Linked DNA regions of Hordeum vulgare: region 1 is linked to region 2. A link is a contact called in public Hi-C data. All regions are on one chromosome and are shown on one strand. Each heading gives the region's core, a stretch centred on a gene start, on an enhancer-like site or on the middle of the called end of the contact. The rest is flanking DNA. Distances are from core to core; before and after follow the strand shown. Region 1 has its middle 18 kb from the start of LOC123445540. Region 2 has its middle 11 kb from the start of LOC123442189.

What was found. A called contact is a pair of places that touch in the nucleus more often than the background predicts.
Region 1: a Hi-C map of leaf shows a contact between it and region 2, with 5 times the contacts expected there. The contact joins two enhancer-like sites. A contact is called at or near these places in 2 of 6 Hi-C or Micro-C datasets (leaf and seedling).

What each region holds. Positions count from the first base shown.
Region 1 is chr3H:599,326,141-599,331,898 of MorexV3_pseudomolecules_assembly, forward strand. No RefSeq gene overlaps it. Among protein-coding and RNA genes, the nearest start is that of LOC123445540, 18 kb to the right of the region's middle. Within about 2 kb of position 3,676, at least 3 of the 3 cell types and tissues checked have open chromatin away from gene starts, as enhancers often do. A contact at or near this core is called in leaf and seedling, where this site is marked.
Region 2 is chr3H:599,084,932-599,090,952 of MorexV3_pseudomolecules_assembly, forward strand. No RefSeq gene overlaps it. Among protein-coding and RNA genes, the nearest start is that of LOC123442189, 11 kb to the left of the region's middle. Within about 2 kb of position 1,985, at least 3 of the 3 cell types and tissues checked have open chromatin away from gene starts, as enhancers often do. A contact at or near this core is called in leaf and seedling, where this site is marked.

The sequences.
Region 1 (5,758 bases), core at 2,426-4,925, 240 kb after region 2:
ATGATGACAAAAGCTAAAAGATGCCATGGTATATACTTGTATCTTCTTCCCTAGCAATAGGAATCAGCAGCAACATCAGCAAGTAATTTTACGCCACTAAAATTAACAAGCAGCAAGCCAACATCATCAGCAAGAAATTTTATTCAATAATCAACATTCATAGCAAACACTTTTATCGAACTAGTACATCAGTCCAATACACGTCCATTACGTATATGAATATATCAACGTTACATCAATGCAGGAGCAATACTGAACGACGATACTTCGGGGATACCGATACCACTATTTTTTCTGTTGTTTTTAAATTGAAAAAAAGATACTCCAAGGATACCCATATCGAAACCGTATCTGACATATCGGGGTATCGGCAAGGTACCGAACGACGATACACATATTTCTGAAGTATCGATGCTTCGTAGATTCTTAGTTGGATTTGCCTGTTGGACGGATGTATTCCCTACCGCCTCAAGACCGGCTAGTTGTTGGTCAAACGGCCAGCCGATGCCGGTTGGTCTGTTCTTTTCACCTATGAATCATCGATACGACAGCACTGTTACGACGGTACAGGATACGGCAATTTCTAGAAACACCAATACGACGATACGAAAGTATATATAAATTATAATAAAATAGCATGTAATAAAAACAAACATAATAAAACGTGTCAGAATAGATTAAAATGTTGTAGGCGGTGCATTAGTAAGTTGTAGATGGATTATGGAGCTTAGCGTTTTGGCACAATTCTTCTGGTGGTCTCTGCCAGCAGTTCATGTCCTTTTTCTTTGCGAGCGGATGACCAATCACGAAATTAACACTGTTAGCATATGGTTAATCATTAGTAAAGCGGTAACATTAGCAAGCAACTACAATCTCTACAACCTACTGAGGTGATGTTTCTTTCCAAGGGACTAGACTTTTTTTAGTCCCAGGGACTAAAGAAAAAAGTCTCTTCAAAAGAGTTTTTTTGTAGTCCATTAAAGAAAAGTCCCTTCTGTTTCTTTACCTGCGGACTAAAAGAGACTTTTTAGTCTAGTCCCTGGGTAAAGAAACACCACCTGAATCAAGTAATCAACAATTACAAGGAGCCAACCTGCTTAATCAACTACAATAGCAACCTACTTCATCGCTAATAACCGAAGACAAAAAGATGAATGGATAGATCAACTAAACAGGAGCAAAATTCGCCGGGTCAACTTACTTGCAGGCTAGTGATGCAGGCAACCACGACGGAGTTCATGGACGATGTAGCATGGACGGTGAATAGCACGTATCGGAAAACACAATACTCCGGCGATATCCGCATCGCTACCGTATCAGGCGTATCGGCGTATCGATGAAGGGAAGCTTTTCACATGTTCTGCAAGTAGGGGTGCTTGGTAGCTTTTCACCCTCACTAGCTTGTCTGCAGTCTGCACCATCTACCGGTGCGGTGCATGCATTCTGATTTGACGGACCAAAGCTAAGCCAAGCCAAGCGAAGGGAAGCCATGCATGCTTGCGCAGATGGAAGATACGCATGCATGTACGAAAGCATCGAATCCCATCTACACCAACGAACGGACAAACCATCAACCAACCTCGAACTGCGGACCGCATTGAAACCATCTACGTCTTGCGTTTGACGGCAGCTAGCTAGCGCGATCCGATGGATGGATGGACGGACCGATGCGCCGAAAAGAATCGCGATCTTGACGACCATGACGGATCCACGGACCCATCTTATCTCTACACTCTGAAACGGAAACGGAGGAGGAGAAAGAGATGCTATCCGGCGTCGTCGGGTGGTAACAATCATCGATGCGTGGCAACAGTAGCAGCTCTCATCCTGTAATTCTCCAAGATCTGCATGCCATGAATGATAAACTTTGGCCGAATGTGGTATGATGCATCATTCACATTTCGACAGCAAACGTGACGATCTTGAAGATGGATGCAGGGCAGGCAGGGCTGGTGGGTCGTTGGACCACGTACTCCACGTACGGGACGTTCCCGTCTTTTCTACCAAGTCCTCAATGCAATTGCAAACCAGCCACGCTTGATCTGCCCGATAGATGGCCACACAAGCTCGTCACCACCACGTCCTGAAATTCTCCATGGTTTATCCAATGAAAAACGTCATTTGTCCATGGCGCGTCGGCGCATTCGATGAAGGAGCGATTTTGTGGCCCAGCGTGCTCCCTCACCTGTAGGCCCACTTTATCTTCTCCTGTCTCTTCGTCCTTCATCGTGCATCTCCACGACCTTCCACCTCAACCTCGCACGCTCCCGTCGTTGCCGACGAGCCTCTCTCCTCGAACAGCCATGAATGAGGCACCCACGAGTTTGACCTCTTCCCCTCTTCTATCTCTACCTCTCCACCGCTACTGCAACAGCCCATCCCCGCTACTGCATTCCAAGCTTCAATGGCGGGCTTCTGCAGCCGGCGGCGACGCTACAAGCGACGACCTTTCTTTTGCTTCAACCGAACGGCGCTGTGAAATGAGATGAGGGCAGTGCTACAACCGGCAACGTCGGAAGCTACAACCGGCTTTTGTGAAAGCTACAACCGAAGAGTAGAAAGCTCCAGCTGACCTCAGTGCACCGGAAAAGCTGAAACCAGAGACAAAAAAAAGCTACACCCACCGATGCAAGTGTTGCAACCATTGATAAAAAAGCTTCAAACCTAGATTGAAAAAGTTTTAACCATCTACAAGGGAGGCTTCAACCAGCACTGTCAAGCTGAAAAAGCTACAACCATTACGTAAAAAGCTTCAACCTTAGGTGAAAAAAGTTTCAACCGAAAGATATAGAAAGTTTCAACCAGGTACTGCAAAAGACGAAAAAACTTGCACCGTTTGTGGAGTAAGCTTCAATCGTAGATGAAAAATGCTTCAACCGACACAGTGGACAGCTTCAATTTGCGGAAAATGCTTCAACCGACATGAAAAAGCTTCAACCTGTGTGAGAAAAGCTTCAACAGACACACCAATGGTGCAAGCGACGATGTGGAGAGCTATGTACGGCCGGCAACATGACAGTGCAACGAGGGATGTGCTACGACGATGGTTGCTAGGTGCTGCAACGACAGAGAGCATCGGCGTGCTTCAAGACGACGATGTTTTTGCTACAAGTGGACGACAACTTCCTACTGAATCGACGAGGACGGATCCTGCGACGGCGACCGTCGGCGACGAGACCGACGAGCACAACCAGTGGCACGGGACGGAAGAGGAAGGATGTCCAGGTGAGGGGGTGGTCATCGGCGGCCATGAAGACGTTAAGGAATAGTGCACGCATCGACGTAAGGAAAAAAAAAGACGAGGCAAAAGTCAACATAGACATATCGGATGGCTGAGAGGGCTGCATCGAGCGGTTGGGACGCGACCGGCCCAAGGCACGCGGGCGCCTAGTGCTCGCTTTATCCAATCCGGAAGAAACTACAACTACGACTACGTAAGTACCGCGGCGATGTACGTACGTAGATACATACGCTGATAGCCTAGCGGTGGAATGGACCATTGTACACAGGATTTTTAATTGGACCGGGACAGCGGCGGTGGACCGGATCACCGGCTCCACCAGCTGAATCTCGTACGGACGATATGAAAACGATTGCCGGGTCAATCGGTTCTTCTCCATTCCTCAGCAGAATACGGTGAACCATAGGCCCCGCATGCACATGGGACAAGAAGGAGACTTGTCGTCGGACTCCGGCGTACCCTCAGCTGGATTTGCCTGTTGGACGGGTACGTAGCTACGAAGCACCCATACACCGATGCGGCGACACTGACATGGCGATACAGGTACGGTGATACAAAATATGATAATTTTTAAAAACAACAAACAACGATACGTCAAGTATATACAAATAATAATGAAATAATGTGTAATAAAAACATACATAATAAAATGTATAAGATGATATCAAAATACCGGATCACTGTTTGATTAATTGATTTCATACCTCTGTGTTTCTCATTCTAAAAATCGCACTATCATCAATGGGGTAATACGGCCAATCGGTCATAGACTGCTCCAATCTAATTCAGATTGTAATATATATTAACATGACAACATAAAATCAATAAACCTTTTAGAGTTAAAAATTTGAAATTGTCAAATAACAAACATATATAAAGAGCAACCTTAGATTGCACGAGTTGGTCAAATAATGGAGGGGTATTACTCTTCTTTCAACATTTTAAAAGTCTTTTCTTAATAATGATATAGAGAGCACAATCTTCATTGAGCTTTTTATTCTCATAACAATAAATATATAGAAACTCTCACCTATGAACATGATGATAACTAAGATCAGCAAGCTATACACATCAATAATGCTCAAATGATGATGGAGAAAGTTAAAAGATGCCATGATTTATACTTGTATTTTCTTCCCTAGCAATAGGAGGCGGCAACAACAACAACAAGTAATTTTATGCCACAAAAATCAACAAGCAGCAAGCCAATAGCATCAACAAGCAATTTTATTCAACAAACAACATCTTTAGGAAGCACTTTTATCCAACTACTATATCAGTATAGTACACGTACACTATCTATATGAACAGATCAACGATACATCAAATCATGAGCAATACTCAATGACGATACTTTAAAGATATGCGTATCACCATTTTTTTTAAAATTGAAAAAGGCGATACTTCGGGGATACCCGTATCGAAGACGTATCGGAGTATCGACAAAGTACTGAACGGCGATACATAGATTTCTGAAGTATCGGTGCTTCACAGGTGTGTAGCCTACCGCCTCAAGTCCGGATAGTTGTTGGACTTGGCCGACCTTTGGGGTAGAATTAGGTGGTTTGGTCTCTTTGCAAAAGTTAAGTGCGACTAACCCTGGTTTGAATTTGTTTTCAGAATTTGACATTTTTCCTACCTCGGGATCTATGGCAGTAGGGCATAACTGTCTATCGCCGAGTTCTTTGACGGTAGGACCGTACGTCCTATCATAAAAAATAAAATAAGTATCTTGTAAATGCCTACCGTCAGACACCTTGACGCTAGGGTTGCACATTCTATCGCCGATTTATTTAGTTGTATGTCCGACGTGAATAAGTTGACTACTGCTGGGACCTTGACGGTAAACACTAGACAATTATACCCTATCACCTTTGACCATTATGGTAGGAAAAGAGTCAGATCGTAATTTGTTTTCAACTCGGGGTCAGATCTTCCTTAATTTTTGCAAAAGAGTCAAAACAATGAATTTGACCATGTCTCGGACGTGCATGGCCTAACGTAAAAGTACGGCAAAAGGAATGGCAACTAGGGTAGAAAAATATAGACCCACCATAGCTCCTGTAACTTCGTGGAAAAACATAAACCCGCCACGTCTCTCATCCTTACATGATAGATCTTCCCATCGCCCTCGCCCTCGCCTTCCGTGGTCAATTTCAATGTCGAGAGGCGTGGAAAATCATGGATCTCCGTGCTCGTGTGGAATCTTGGCCTAGTTTGTCAGGTTTTGGTATCATCGTGTCAATTTATCTCGGTGTTGGAGGTGGTTGTGTTTGCGGCTTATCGTTGGGCGTTGTGGCATTGTAACAAACTTGCCACCCAAAAGGTCGTTCCTTCTCACCCGGTTGATTGTGTCGACCAATGTGTTGTGTTCTTCAATCGTGAGTGCATTTTGAAAGGAGAAGGGCAAGGCCCATGCCCATTTCCAGTGGCGGGTTGCGTCCCTCGTAGTATTGGTCCGATTATCGGCGAAGTAGAGTAGGATATAGGACACTAGTCGGCTAAAGAGAGTCGAGC
Region 2 (6,021 bases), core at 735-3,234:
AGGTGCGAAGACGCACTGTGTTCGACATTTAAGAAAATTTGCGGTAGGGCGCGTACCCCTACCGCCAAGGACCCTCAAGGTAGGAAAAGGGTTAGATCTTGAAATTTTTACCAACTAAGATCAGATCTAGATCAACTTACATACAAGGGTCAAAACACGAAATTTAGCCACCGCACTCTACTCCACATGGGGCAATGTATATGATGTGAACCAAGAGTTGGAGTATGCGTGTTTCTATTTACTCCTTTTGAGAAGGGCTCGGGTCTAGAATTTGCACGTCGGGCTTTTATAGGCCTGACCCAAGAAATGCCTTGTATAAGACCATCTACAGCTGGACCTCTCATATCCGTCACAGGGTAGGATATCCGGTCAGTGATCAGTCACAAAAACACGACCCAACCGGACCTCTCAAACCCGCCTCATACGCTCGAGGTGACGGGCATCCCTCATATCCAGCCCAAATATAGGATGGATAAGGGGTGCCCCGGTAACACCCGGGCACACCCGCGTGACAGGCCCGACACACCACCGATCCCACTGTTGTCCCAAAAAAAAACCACTTCGAGCGCCTCGCTCCGAACTCTAGCTCACTCTCCCTTTCCGAGCCTGATCCTATCGAGTAGAATGTCGCGTGCCGACAGCCGCTATGACGACTCTAACATCGACTCTAACGAGATGGCCCTCCACATCGCCTTGGAGCGGTCCAAGGTGGAGACACGTGATAACCCTGGATCTGGAGCTACGCCGCCACTCCCAATACGGCGGAGCACGGATGCCGGAGCTGGACCCTCCCGGTCCTCGCGAAGCTCCCAAAGGGATGCACAGTCTGCATCAGCCCCGCACCGTGTCTTCCACGCCCGGTGCTGCTCCACACGGTCAGCGTTGGGTCCTAGTGCCTGCTCTGCCGGCCAGCGCCCGCACGCACACTCCAAAATCGAAGGCGCGCTCCGCCCGCCATGAGAGGCAACGGGGCACTCTATGTGTCGCCACCGCGGGATGCCGACAGAGCCCCACGAGGATGAACGCCTCCTTGCATGGGTGTACCGCTGGTCCCTCACGAGAGCGGAGACAAACGCTCGACGCCTCCGACGAAAGAATGTGAAGGCGCTCCGGCTTGCTATTGAGCAGTCGGAGTGCGAGGTGAAGGAGGCAGCGGAGGAGAATGCCCGACTCGCGCAGTCGAAGCGGGAGCAGGACAGGACGGTAGAACGGATGGGGGGCTCATTGTCCTCATCGACGACAAACGACAACAACAGCTCCTCCTGCGACGACCAAGACCCTCCGCCAGCCGCGGACGGCTATAGTTGCGCCGATGATCCAAAGGAAAAAGGTCTAGCGAGGAAGTGATGATATGCCCCTCTCCCCTACGCATCGTTAATATAGTTTTTAGGTCATGATGAACTATGTCCTGCAAACTCGATGATGTTTTGGATGATGATGGATGTCCGTTTGTCGTAAATTTTGTGTTCGTTCGCTTCCGTTTTTTTTTCGATGTTTGATCACATAAATTATTTCGACGTGCATGTGTAGTATGAATATAAGGCACCGGATATGAGATATGTGGATGTGGAGACGAAAACTTAAGACATGAATGATCAGTGTCTGTCGATGCACCAAAAAGCGTCCACGAGACCGGATTTGCAAGATCGGGATGTGGATGCTCTAAGCTTGCTGTGAATTTGGCGATTGCACAGTCAGTCACGTCTCTGAGAAAGGAAAGAAACCCCACTCCAGTCCACATGCGCCGAAGGATATGATATGAACCAAAGACCAAGAAGATGCGTGGTCGATCCTCATCTACTAACTTTGCACAGAGCAGACACGCTGCTAAAAGGAACGACACAGTGTCTCTGGGTCAGACAGGACAGGTGACACCTCATGAGCAGAGAGCGGGAAGAAGACGGCATGGGTTATAGAGGATTATTCCTCCCTCTGCTTTCGCCGTTGTGGTGCCACGCCGTCGCCGCGGCCATGTGCGGCGATCTCGCGGTCTCCTTCTTCCCATACAGACGCTGTACGGGGCCACGCACGCCTCGATCGATCTCCTTGGGGCCGGACGCCGCAGCTTTTGTCTGCCCCGGGCGCGCCTTTCCGGTCGCCGTCGGTGACACCGGTCGACACGATCAACTTCCCGGGATCGACAGAGATCCTGCCTGCCTGCTCCTGCTCCTGCTCGGGGCTCGCCCCCGGCCGGCGTGGCGTGGAAGGTTCGTGCTCGGCTGCCAAATTCTCGCATGACCACTGTTCTCAGTTATCTAGATGCCCATATCGCTAACCAAGGTGGAAAAAGTCTGCCCATGCACACGTTGGTAGCAACTTATTCTCCTACCAGCTCATCTACTCCACGTGTCTAGTACTCCCTCTTTTCTGAATATAAGTTTTTTTAAAGCATCTACAGGACCCATATATCCTCCACAAGCTTTTGAAATGCATGCCCTCCCACTCAGTGAAACTTCATGGGCCAACCTGGCCATGGCTCCCTCAGCTCACAAGAAATTTATATATATTGCTTTGTATTAGGCCTATTTCTCCGTGAAAACTGCTGTAATAGTTATGTCCCTCCCCCCCCCCCCCCCCCCCACCCACACACACACACACACATATTAGGCTAAAGCTCCGCCTTTGCTTCCACTAAAAAAATGATTTAATCAGACCCTTCATTTCCTTTCTAAATGTTTGACTCGCCGGTACTTCTCAAATTCATCTTAAATTAAGAGATGATATAAGAGCTCACGGACGCGTCAGTATAACTTGGCCCCATCCTAGACCATATTTTCTTTTTCCTTATTCAATTTTCTTTCTCTCACTTCTTTTCCATCAATCAAGTTGAAGTCACCGGACATATGAAAAAAAAATGCAGCTACACGGACGAAAAATGTAAGGGTTCAAAACATACACGCTCAGTCACAGACCGGATGCGTTCGTGGGTGTGTAGGGGTTATTTTTGCTAAGTCCCATTGTAGATTATTTTAAAGATTACACTACGAACTACATACATATGTATACAGACATATTTTAAGGTGAAGATTCATTCATTTTGTTTAGTATGTAGTACGTAGTAGAAAAAAGTTAGACTTCATTTAGAAACGGAGAAAGTATTTCTGTTGCACTACTATTTGCATAATGGGTCTGAGTTATCATGTGCATTAGATTATACTTTCTTTATTCATAACTAGCAAAATGGTCCGTGCGTTGCCACGGAAGAAAAAAACAAAATCTTCAATGATGGTGACCATATTACGTTCGCATATCATCGCTTGATTTAAAAAATTTATGTACAAATGCAAGAAAATGTTTCTTTTTTTAAATTTATTAACAAGTTAAAGCAATCTTTACATTTTCAAAAAATATATATCATGGTTGTCAAAAATCTTGGTAACCCAAAGATTTATTCTGAATTTCAAGAATTTTTTTTAAAAAACATACAATAATAATCCGATCCATCCAACAGTTAATTCTTCAAAATTCACACAGGTATATTGTCACAAAGATTTAGAAGCATTAATGTTTAACTACATACATTAGATCATTCATGAACAATTTTACAAATATGGAAACAATTTTAAAATTGAGAACATTTTTTATCATTTACAAACATTTACTAAAAATCGTGAATATTTTTTATATTTCGAACGAGTTTAAATATTTTCTTTTGAATTGGCGACCAACTCAAGAAAAGACGAACATAATTTTTTCTGTTGGAGGATTTTATTTTAAATTCACAAACATTTTTTGAAACGCATGAAGTTTTTTTGAATAAACCAACATTTTTATAAGTCAGTAATATATTTATTAAATTCATGGACATTGTTTTGGAATTTGCAAAAAAATATAAAAATCCGGCGCTTTCTTGAATCCTATTTTTAATTCAAAATAAAAATTCGTCAGCATTTATATTCAAAATACCTATTTTTTAATATGCAAAAGTTTTGTAATTCTAAATTATTTAAATTATAAATAAACAAAAATGGAACAGAAAATTTTAAATAAAAAAAGAAACTATCAAAACAGGCATTAGCTATTTTCCAAATTTTATGACATTTTTTAAATGCATTAACTTATTTTGAATTAGACAGCATTTTCTTAAATACCTTTAATAATTTTTAATACATGAAATTGTATTTGAGATCATGGACTTTTCTAATTGTACAGACATTTTTCTAAAATTGCAAACATTTTATTGTATATGCGAGCATTTTTTACAAAACTCCGACCAGTTTTTGAAGTGACAAACATTTTAGTTTTTTAAATATGTTGATTTATAATTTTCAGTTTATCAAAAATTTAAAGATTATTTGAAGTTTTAAATTATTTAAAATAAAAAAATAAAACAGAACCGAAAATAAATAAATAAACGAAACTAAAAGCAGACGCCTGTGCATGAGCCGACCCATACGTTGTGCTGGATATTCTCCCAACGTGCAGAGCGTAATATAGGAGGTCTTTACATGGGCCGCACAAGTTCAAGATTTTTCGCTTTGTGAAACGTTTTCTATTATTTACCGGTGACATGGTGGGTAATTTATGCAAAATTTAAGGATAATTTCTAAGACGGACGACAAAAACCGTATTTGCTTTATTATTAGAGAAAGAAATATAAGTTTTTTTTAGAGATTTCTTCACACACTACATACAAAGTAAAATAAATAAATTTATACTCTAAAGTATATCTATATACATAAGTCATTTTAACGATTTTACCTTAAACTACATATGTAGTAAAATGAATGAATTTATATTCTACTGTGTATTTATAGATAGTATATAGTGCAATCTTTTAAAAGATCCACATTAAAGAACGGAGGGAATAGTATCTACAATCTACAACCGGACCTAGCTAATCCAGGACTTATATCCACGGATGCGCTGCAAGAAAGAGCCGAGTCACCATTTATTTTGGGTCCTATACAGCTACATACTTTTTTTTAGCATGACAATACGTATCTCATTCGATCAAAGTATAAGTCACGTAAAGAATGACATGAAAAAATTGAAAAGATAGCAGAACATCTCTCAACTTGACACCAACAATCGTCACCTGCCTCCCGCACCACCACAGCAGCCGTCAAAAGAAACAATGACGAATCACCTCCTCACCTGAGCTCGACGCGGCTCCAACGCTGATATGCAACTTTACAAACCTTTAAGGTGGCTCACAAAAAATGAAGCCCTTCGAGCAACTCCAAACAGCCGACCCAAACGGACGTGCGCTTTGCCCGCCTTTTGTTCATTTGGGTCAGCTCGTCCGCCCCCTTTTGTAAATGGGTTGGCTATGCGTCCAACGGAGCGACCCATTTTTCGTTCGCACTGAACATTTGTTTTTGTAAAAAAGTCCTGCGACCGCAGATCATGCCAGCTACCATGCCAGTGCCAAGAGTTGACGACGGCGATATGTTAGCGGCTCGCATACATATGACAACGTCCAAAAAAAGTATACAGTTCATGCTTGGCGCACTTGTCAGCAGCCGACACACATGCCACACGAAAAATGAGTCTCTAGTTCTACCACGCCATCTCGGCCATGGTCATGCCGACACACTTGCTGACATACAAAAAACATGGCGTTGTTGGCCATAGATCACTTGTCTTTGAGGTTCAGCTTGTCTGCATGCATCTTCTCGAACCAAGACCGCTTTCTTGGGGGAAACCGTGCTCAAGTCGACCTTCATGATCTCCACCCCCATCATCATGCAAGCGAGTCGGACTTCTCTTGCTTTGGCGGCGGCTTTGGTGGCCTCAACCTCGAGCATCTTTGCTTACTTCTCCGCCTCCAATGCGAACTTCTTCTTTTGTATGTCCATGAAGGCCCTAATTTTCTCCTCCTTGTCTTGTTGGCACTTCTCCTTTCTTGAATCCTTGTTGGTCATCATGCCTTGCAAAGTAGGTTGCAAGGCAAGGGACACCGCCTCATGCTTGTCCTCTTTCTTGGAGTTGGTCTTCCCCCGTGGCCATGGCTTCTCCCCCTCACCATGTTCTTCAACGACTGATTTCCCTCCATGCGCCTTGAACTTCTCTTCTCCG